Linked DNA regions of Mus musculus: region 1 is linked to region 2. Evidence: chromatin contacts called from public promoter capture Hi-C data. All regions are on one chromosome and are shown on one strand. The core of a region is the stretch at or near the end of the contact, and the rest is flanking DNA. Distances in the headings are between cores, read along the strand shown. Region 1 holds the start of Adal (adenosine deaminase-like). Region 2 holds the start of Srp14 (signal recognition particle 14).

The links. Promoter capture Hi-C pulls out the DNA fragments that hold promoters and counts their contacts.
Region 1: a contact with region 2 is called in a promoter capture Hi-C map of liver, with 4 times the contacts expected there. The contact joins the promoter of Adal here to the promoter of Srp14 in region 2. A contact is called at or near these places in 1 of 39 promoter capture datasets (liver) and 1 of 484 Hi-C or Micro-C datasets (B cells).

Annotation. Positions count from the first base shown.
Region 1 is chr2:121,138,816-121,144,034 of GRCm38.p6, reverse strand. It overlaps Adal (adenosine deaminase-like), which reads right to left and starts at 1,942. Exons shown (of 10, transcript NM_029475.2): 1 at 1,732-1,942; 2 at 1,381-1,511; 3 at 826-886. The coding sequence starts at 1,791. Lcmt2 (leucine carboxyl methyltransferase 2) reads left to right here and starts at 3,337. Exons shown (of 1, transcript NM_177846.3): 1 at 3,337-5,219. The coding sequence starts at 3,435.
Region 2 is chr2:118,478,149-118,483,142 of GRCm38.p6, reverse strand. It overlaps Srp14 (signal recognition particle 14), which reads left to right and starts at 3,447. Exons shown (of 5, transcript NM_009273.4): 1 at 3,447-3,552; 2 at 3,693-3,765; 3 at 4,110-4,222. The coding sequence starts at 3,529. It also overlaps the pseudogene Gm13983.

The DNA.
Region 1 (5,219 bases), core at 693-3,192, 2.7 Mb before region 2:
TTTTAAGTGCTGGATTACAGGGATTTGTCACAGTTTTCCTTACTGACCTGGGCATGGTGGTGAACACCTGAATCCCAGCATTTGAAAGGTGGAGACAGGAAGACTAGGAATGCAAAGCCAGCCTCAACTACAGAGAAAATATGAGACCGGTCTAGGCTCCATGAAAAAGAAGAGAGAGAGGAACAGATAAGAAATATGCCTATCTGAGGACAAATATTTCTCTTTTGTGAAAATTTATTTTGTATGCACAAATGTTTTTCCCTGCACATATGTCTGTGCACCACGTGTGTGCAGTGCTGAAGAGGTCAGAAGAGGACCAGGTCAGATGCCTAGAACTGGAGTTACAGAGGGGTCCCAATACCATGTAGTTGCTGGGAATCAAACCCAGGTCCTCTGCAAGAGCAACCAGTGCTCTTAACCACTGAGCATCTCTCCAGCTCCCAACTATTTCTTATGACATGTCCTACATGGAAATCAGGGTCAGGCTCTCCTGCCTTTCTCCTCCCCGTTCAATACAATGCTGACCTTGGTTCTTCTCTCACTCCCTTCCTTTCCCTTCCACCCGCTTCCTCTTTTTTTAAGACAACAACAGACTTTACATTAGCTCTTAGGCCAATGTCTTACACTGACTTTTCAAAGAGTTGTCATGAAAAAAAATCTGTAAATTAATAGAAAAAGAAAGGAAAAAATAAAGAGGGGGAAGGAAGTGGGGGGAAAGAGCAAGCATCTCCATCAGAGCGTGGATGAAAGCCAAAGGACATGCGCAAGGTGAGCTGTGCACTGCTGTGGAAAGTCACGCCATTTTAACCTGCCTCTGTGTCTCACCATCAGGATGTCCTCAGCACTAGTAGTAAGCTGATGTATAACTTGGAACATCTGGAAACATCTACAAATGAAAAAAAAAATGTCTTAACACACTTCCCTCATCAAAACCTGTTACTCAAGAAAAACCCTCAGAATGGAATTAATTAGTAAATTTGAGGTTAATAGTAAGTATATATTTAAATTTACAAAGAACTATAGGATACACCTTTTTTCAAAATTACATTGATCTAGAAAGACAATTTAATAGCTAAAATAAGATATTACTTATTTATATTGAAAAGTATGAAACAGCCATTCCTATTCTTTAATCCTGCCAGGACTAGCAAATAGAGAAAAATCAATCTGTCTTTATTTTCAAATCTAAGGAACAACTCAATATGACAAACAATATAAATCATTAAACATACTGTCAGTCTGACAGTTGGAAAAGCACTGTGAGTTAGGTTATATATTTTATGCCAGATGTCTACCCTATCTAAGTATTAAAATCTGATTCTTATATATTATAATCCCAAAATACAGCCACAAAAAATTCCCACAACCTCCCAAACTCACTCTTGTAAAGTCCTTTTCTTCCCCTTGTCAATCATGGTCATGTGACCATGAACGTTAAGATGTGGCTTCTTGGCTATCAGTTTCTTCATGGTACTGGAACTAATGGAGCCATTCAAGTGGGCATGGAGCTCCTAACACAAGAGGACAATCAGTTCACAAGAGTCCACGAGATCCAGAGCCCCATACATCAGGCCCTGGTGGCCTGGTTCCTAGTTGTAGTTTATACTAGGCCAGCTACTTGGTTCAGCTATACCCACTCTACAATTTCTACCCATAAGCTTTACTTCTCTTTTGTGGAAAACAATACAAAAGCCATTATACAGTAACAAGAACTCTGTAGTTAATTCTTACCACTTTTGGTAATTGCAGATAAAAGTCTGTCTTCCCAGGCCACTGCTGTCCGGCCTCCATCACTTCAGTAGAAGGAAAAGTTTCTCTTTGCTCTTATTCTCGGCTTGGACGATAAACTTATCAAAGTGGGAATCTCTGAGGTGCTGGACTTCCTTCAGATTGCCATTTTAAACAAGACTTGCACTATGTGTGGCTCTGGGATCACTTTCACCTACAATAACAAATGTAACTATTTTCAGATCTAACATGCAAACAGAAACACAGTCACTGCTGATATCTTCTTTTTACACCTCCCAAGCCCCCTCAACCCCCTGCTCCCACTAACTTAAGTTAAGCAAAGCTAACTTAGGTGTGTCTGCAATGGGGAAATGACTAGTAAAAAAAAAAAAGAACAAGAAAAAAAAAAACACCCGAAAACTAAAAATCCAGCGTTCGTCTGTCCCTTTAACTCTGGGCTCCTTTAATCTACTGCGTAGGTCAGGTTAGCTTACACATGTAGCACGAATTTGCTTTTACAAGAAAACATGTTATTTCATATTTACGTCGCACAAACACTTTCCTTAAATGGGTTGGGTCTGTCAGGCGAAAATCCTGTCTCTGGATGGAGGGTAGTATTTGCTGCCTCCTGTCTCTGATCCTTCTGGTCGACTAGATGCCTTTATTAACATATCTTGCACGCACTGAATCATTCTGCCACACAATCTGCTCTTCTAAGACCACTAACGAGTTCCTAACCCTAAAACATTTTCCAATAACCAAATCTTCATAGAAAATTTTTCTTGATCCAGTTGGACTCCAGAACTCATACTCTCAGCCGTTACATACTACTGCTCTGAGTTAACCATTCTTCAAGTCTTTCTATTTCCTTTCCTAATCCAAGCAGACACTAAATTAGTAAATGATGAAGTTTCTACGCATCTCTGGGAGTGCTTTCTTACTGGTATCTCCTAAGCATCAAATGTAGAAACTTTAAAAGTCCAACCTGGGTTGCTTCCTTTAAACAACAACGCCACAGGGAATAATCACATCTCTTCTATAGCGATTTTCAGCAGACATACTCAATACCACATACGAATCACAGAATCTTGGAAGTGGAGGGGAGTGTCATTTTTACATGCTGAATACTTACTCACTGTAGACCTAGCACAGAATTTAGACTACATGAGAATAAACAGCACGTACAGGGGCAGTGGGTTAATAATAATCAGTAATTATCCGTAAAGGTCTCTTTCTTCACTTTCCATATGGCCTAATTTAAGATCTAAATGAGTTCTCCCTCGCAACGAGAACACTCAATAAAGGAGCAACTGTTACTTTTGTGCAAGGACCAATCTACTCTGGATTGCTTAAGATCCGAGGTGCTGGTCCTCTTTTGCCGGACCAAACCGGTATCAGGTCGTCAGCCTCCGATTCACCTAAAAATGTTCTCAAATAAGAGGATCTACACAAGTTTTTTTTTTCCCTGCAGAAAATGCCTGTACAAAGAGGTAACTTGAGCTCTCCAAGCGCTAGCTGTTACCGAAGCAGCTGGCGTGTTCCCAGGAAAACGTAATTTGGAAAGGGGGGGTGGGGGGGGGGAAGGTCAAAAAACCTCTCGCGGGTTTTGGCAGAGAGCGGTCTTCTCGGAAGTGACGCACCCAGAAGCGGATGAGCGGGAGCTCGGTAAGTGTTCTGTGTGCAGTATTGCTGAGCACCTTCTCGTCATGGGCCCGCGAGGCCGCCAGCGCCGGGCGGGAACGGTCCAGAGCACCAACGACAGCAGCTCCCTCAGCAAACGATCGCTTGCCGCACACGGATACGTGCGCGACCCCTTTGCGGCGCTGCTGGTCCCGGGACCCGTGCGGCGCACGCCGCTTATCCACCGCGGCTATTACGTGCGCGCGCGCGCCGTGCGTCACTGCGTGCGCGCCTTCCTCGAACTCACTAGCGCGCTCCCGTCCCGGACCAGAGCCCAGATCCTGTCCTTGGGCTCAGGCTCCGACTCGCTTTATTTTCGTCTGAAAGCGGCGGGCCTCCTGGCCCGAGCTGCCGTCTGGGAGGTGGACTTCCCGGACGTGTCTCGGCTCAAGGCGGAGAGGATCGAGGAGACCCCGGAGCTGCGTGCGCAGACCGGTCCTTTCAAGATCGGGGACTCGGCGTCATCTCTGTGCTTCGAGAGCGCGGACTACCGCATCCTGGGCGCGGACCTGCGGGAGCTCCAGCGATTAGGAGAGGCCCTGGATGGCGCCGGCCTGGACGCCACCTCTCCCACGCTGCTCCTGGCCGAGGCGGTGCTGACCTACTTGGAGCCCTCCAGTGCCACAGCCCTCATTGCCTGGGCCGCCCAGCGTTTCCCCGACGCCCTTTTCGTGATCTATGAGCAGATGCAGCCGGGGGATGCCTTTGGGCAGATCATGCTGCAGCACTTTCAGCGGTTGCATTCACCCTTGCATGGCCTGGAGCTGTTTCCCGTCGTGAAGGCCCAGCGCCAGCGCTTCCTTCAAGCTGGCTGGACTGCCTGCAGCGCCCTGGACCTGAACGAGTTCTATCGCCGCCTTCTCTCGGCAGAAGAGCGCCAGCGGGTTGAGACGCTTGAACCCTTTGATGAATATGAGGAGTGGCATCTGAAGTGTTCACATTATTTCATCCTGGCAGCATCTAGGGGAGACATTCTGTCAGAAACTCCAGTGTTTGAGCCCTCAGAGGCTTCTTTTCAGATAGATCCTGCCTCGCCTTCAGGGTTTCTTTCTGCCAGAGTAGTCACTAGTGACCACCAGCACTCAAGCCTGAAGCGATATGGCCACGCCTCTGCCCTCTTGAGCCCTGGCGTTATTTTCAGTGCAGGAGGCTTTGGAGAACAAGAGGGACGACACTGCCGAGTGAGCAGGTTTCACGTGCTCTCCAGATCCTGTGACTCGGAATGGGAAGGCTGCCAAATAAGTACCTTGGGGACTGAAGGCCAGTGGGATGGACGCCTTTATCACACCATGACAAGGCTTTCTGATACTCGGGTTCTGGTTCTTGGAGGAAGACTCTCCCCAGTAAGTCCAGCCTCTGGGGCTCTCCAACTTGATTTATACAAAAGTAAGGATAATTGCTCTGAGGGCCAAAATGTAACAGTAACGAAGGCTGCCTTGGAAGAAGGTTCAGTGTTGTCATGTTGGCGGCATTCAACAACGGAAGTATACTATCAGAATCAAAGATACTTATTTGTGTATGGTGGCCGAAGTGTGGCTGAACCTGTACTAAGTGACTGTCGTTTTCTACATGTAGAGACAATGGCTTGGGTCAGAATCCCAGTACAAGGCGCATCACCCGAAGGTCGGCATTCCCATAGCGCCTGCAGTTGGCAAGGGGGAGCACTTATCGCTGGAGGTCTTGGGGCTTCTGAGGAACTGTTGAGCTCTGTACTCTTTCTCAAACCAGTGTCCTCTGGATTCCTCTGGGAATCAATAGATATCCAGCCCTCCATTACCCCAAGGTACTCTCACACGGCTCATGTGTTTAAT
Region 2 (4,994 bases), core at 2,198-4,697:
TAGTTGAACGTAAGATCTGGAGAGCTTTGTCAGTAGCTAAGCTGTTTCTTCCAGCCTTTCTTGGTCTTTCTTCTTACCCAACTGGAGGACATTCAACACAAGCACCTTTTCCAATCAAAGAGGAGCAAGATTTATATAGCCCAAGGAATGCCACTAACAGTTAAGTTGTGAGTGCTTAGAACTGTAATCCTTTGGGTCAGATTTCTCCTTGCCTCAAATAAAAACTGCTTTTGTGTGTGGGGGGGGGTGGGAAAGGCAAGACCATTAATTATGGCTAGTAGTAGATGTAACCATGAGAACATGGAGCTTGTGGTGATTTGAAGAAGAGGCCATGACCATGAGCCAAGGAATGTGAGTAGCATCTAGACTGTTAAGAAACACATTCTTCCTGAAAGCTTCCAGATGGAATTCAGCCCTCTAAACACACCGTTTTTTCTTGACTTCTGATCCAGAGGTATAAAAGAATAAATTTTTAAAATTTCATGTTTTAAAGATTTTTCTTTATACTTATGAATGTTTTGCCCTGTATGCATGTCTGTGCACCAAGTATTTGTCTGTTGGGTCCTCTGGAATTGGGGTTAAGGACAGTTGTGAGCCACCCTGTGAGTGCTGGGAATGGAACGCAGATCCCCTGCAAGAGCAACAAGGGTTGTTGGCCACTGAACCATCCCTCGAGCTGCCCTGAGATGAAAAATAGTAAATGTCTGCTGTGTGAAGCGAGATTTGGGGCTTGGTATGGAGGCAATAGGAAGCTAGCACAATCTTCTAGTTGGGCTCCCACTTTCCGCTTTCTTATTTATTTATTTATTTATTTATTTATTTATTTATTTATTTATTTATTTATTTATTTGAGACAAGGTCTCACTATGTAGCCTTGGCTAGCCAAACTTGCTTCATAGACTAGGCTGGCATCCAACTCACAGATATCTGACTGCTTTTGGACTGCCTTTGCCTAGTGCATGCTGAGATTAAAACTATGTATCAACATGCATAGCTCTCTCTCTCTCTCTCTCTCTCTGCCTGTCTCTGTGTCTCTTTCTCTAAGAAAGATTTCCCCATGTAGCCAAGGCTGGCTATATTAGCAGGCTCTGTGTTTCAACTCGACACAAGTAGAGTTATCAGAGAGGAAGAAGCCTCAGTTGAGGAAATGTCTTCATGAGATTCATCTGTAAGACATTTTATCAATAAGTGTGATCAGTAGGGGAGGGCCCAGTCCACTGTGGGTGGTGCCATCCCTAGGATGGCAGTCCTGGGTTCTATAGGAAAGCAGGCTGAGCAAGCCAGTAAGCAGCACCCCTCTATAACCTCTGCATCAACTCCCACCTCCAGGTACCAGCCCTGTTTGAGTCCCTGTCTTGACTTCCTTCAGTGATGGAACTGTGCTCTGGAAGTATAAACTGAATAAACCCTTCCCTCCATGACTTGCTTTTTGGTCATGGTGTTTTCATCCCAGCAGTAGAAACCCTAAGACACTGGCCTAGAACTCACTCTGTAGCCCAGGCAGGGCTCAAATTTGCCATCTACCTTCCTACTTTAGTTTCCTTATCTCTGGGATTATAGGCACGTGTAGATACACTCAGTTCTGCCTTCTTTATAGTGTGTTCTCTATGCCACAGGTGGGGGAATCTTTCAAATATAAATATGATTTTCATTGTCTGTGTACGGCATTCTTATCAAGACCTTCTCTCTGGATTTGCTTTTCGGGTTTTCGAGACATGGTTTCTTTGGCTCTCCTGGAATTTACTCTAGACCAGGTTGGCGTAACTTTTGAATTTTCTCAAACCCTACTTTTAATAATGGTTCCTAAATGCTCTAACCTCCCTTCTAGCCCACTACCTACAGGTTATTAGGATACAGGGGAAGTGTATCTGTTTAGAAATTATTCTTTGGAGCAAATCCCACCCCCATTGTCAGGAAATCAGCAGTTCAGTTCATAGCGTTCAGTAGCAGCAGCTCCATCCACTCGCAAATACTTCATTAATACACCGAGAAGCAGCCCAGCAGTCCAACTCAGAAGTGTTGGGATGGCAAACATGAATCAGCAGTGGTGGCATGACCTAGCAGAAACTGCCAGGCCTCCACCAAAACCAGCAGGAGCAATTAAGCCAGGAGAAGTTCTCTGCCATGTCTCTCTGAATGACGTGAAGATCATTGAAGACGCAAGACCGAGAAGCACTCCAAAACTAACTATGCAAGCCCCCATCACTGTCCATTGAGTCCTATTTATACTCCCTCCAAACATCACGTGTCCTCTAAGGGTCTTGCCTCAGTCTGACTTAGCAAAACTCCATGAGTCTGTATCAGCTGACATCACTCTGCCAATTGGCTGGAGTCCGAGGAAGTGGCAAGAAACTGCAGCATATCACCAGAAGTTTTTGTGTGTGTGTGTGTGTGTGTGTGTGTGTGCATTTCTCTCTATGGGGTCATGACAAACGGAGCTCAGCTACTCAATGTAAGGTGAACCAATGCATGCATGTTGTTATCGAAGAATCCTTCATCTCTCATTCTTTCTAAACATCCTTTTACCTGTGTCTGCTTCAGCGAAATGTTCTTTGATATAACCGATTTACCAAAGAAACCAGAAGTTTCCACTTTAGGCTGGCCTTGAACTCAGAGATCCTCTGCCTGTCTCTGCCTCCTGAGTGCTGAGATTAAAGTCATGGGCCATCATTCTTGTCTGAATTTAAGATTTTTAAACATCTTAAATCCAGATACTCACACTCCACCGATGAGCCACTCCCTCCCCACTCCCCTCTTTCTACCAGGAACAACATCTGAGCCTTCTGTGGCTATGGGCCCTGCTAACGGTGGCAAAGGCCCCGTGTGATCCCCGGCTCCTTCTCCAATCACTTTCACATATTTTCCCACCCTCTGAAGTAGGATAGAAAGAAAAAACTATGGACCCTGGAAACAAAAAAAAAAAAACAAAACAAAAAAAAAAGCACCTTTTTCTGGGGTCTAGCCTGTGCTTCCTGCTGACTTCAGCACTGCCGATGAGATAGATCAACAGTGCCTTCAGAGCAAGTACTCTTTGTCTAAAGATACCTCAAACAAAGATACTGAAACAGCGAACTCTGCTGTTTTAGCTTTCGGCTTTGAGTTTAACTTGGAGCTCCTTGGCCACTTATTCCTAAATGTAAACAATGCATCTATAAAAACACCTCACATCTTCATCTTCATCAGCAAGTTCTGAGAAACCAGATCATTGTGTAAAAAATGGGGAAAGTGAGTCAGTGGACTCTTGGGTGACTTGCATATGTCTATCCAGTCTTTCTTTTGCTCTCATTCCCTCCTACAGCCTACGGTGTAGCTTGACAACGCAGTCCAACCACCGAAAGCAAGCGTCACTCCTCATCCTGGATAGACGCGGGAGGAGGCGCCGAGCGCGCAGGCGCAAGGCAACCCGAGCGAAGCGAGGATTGACGGAAGACGTGCAACTAAAGCGGAAGTCCCGCCCAGCGCGAGCGAGTTTTCCGGCTGTAACCGCTGGAGGCTTCTGCTGACGGCGTCGGACCTGCGGAGCCCAGGATGGTGTTGCTCGAGAGCGAGCAGGTACCGGCGGCCCCGGAGGGCCCGGGACTCGAGCGAGTGGGGTCAGCTCGGGTCGCGGTTCTCCCTTTGCGGGCGGGCCGGGGCCGTGAGGCGGCGGGGCGAGGAGCGGAGGCTGCCTAACGGGGCGTGTTGTGTTGCAGTTCCTGACGGAGCTGACCAGGCTCTTCCAGAAGTGCCGCTCGTCGGGCAGCGTGTTCATCACCCTCAAGAAATGTAAGCAATCTCCGGGGCCGCCTGGGAGGGGACAGCCCGGCCCCCGGCCTGTCCGCACCGGCCACCTCCGGGGCTCGTGGCCGGTGCGGCGCCGGCCACCCACTCACCGTGACAGTGGGGCCCCAAGTGTGTCCGACGCCCGTTGTCAGGCAGCCCGGCCCCCGCTCCGTTAGTGAGGAAGAATATGCCTCGGGGTCCCAGTGTTTATCGAGCGAGTCGTTGCTCCTAGTTTTGGCTGTATCCTGAGTGATGGCGGACCCTTCCTTACGATCATCACTTTGGACCCAGAAGCAACGCCTGTGGTGGTGTTTACCTGGGTGGACTTTTTTTTTTCTTAAACACAGATGACGGTCGCACCAAACCTATCCCGAGGAAGAGTTCTGTGGAGGGCCTCGAGCCCGCAGAAAACAAGTGTCTGTTGAGAGCCACGGATGGGAAAAGGAAGATCAGCACCGTGGTGAGCTGGAGGCCTTTCTTAAGGCTCTGCTTTCTTTTGAGTTGGCCTGGCCGACTCAGAAAAAGTCAGTTTTCTCTCAAGTAGCCAAGGTACAGGAGCAACCTATCTCAGTGCTAGCTAGGGGAACACATTTAAAAAAAATTAAAATAGTGTCTTGCAGTCTACTCAGGCTGACTTTGAACTTGTGATTTAGGAAGCTCACACCAGGCGCTTCAGCCCGTGCTGGTGTCACAGGAGTGTCTCATCAACTGAGACAGATGACAGTGATGGTTTTTGTGAAGTTGGAGATGTGACCCAAGCCAGGGTCTTCATCCCGCTAAGTCATCGCTCTGGGTTGAGCCTCACCCCCACCCCGAGGGAGGAGGGGCATGTCAGGATTAGGTCCGGGTCCCCCTTCCCTGTCATTTTGGCCTGTCACTCCCAGGCTGTTGTGGGATCAGGATCTACTTCTGCTTCTTTTTGGTGGAGGGGGTGGGTTGTTTGGTTGGGATAAGGTCTCGGGTAACTGAGGTTCCTTAGGTCGCCTCTGTCTCCAACGTGGTGGAATCCTAGGTGTGCACCACCTTCACAGTTCCTGTTTTTGTAGGACAAACTATCAGCAATAAACTGTTAGGCAGAAAGTAGAGGCCGAATGCTTGTTCTGCTGGAGTCCGTGGTAGTGAGCATGTGGTCCGTTTTCCTAGGAGTTGCTGTGAAGCATGACTGGCTGTGTTTTCTTTCTCTGCTGCTCCATCAGTACATAGGTTCTGGGAATTAGATGATTATTTTTAAC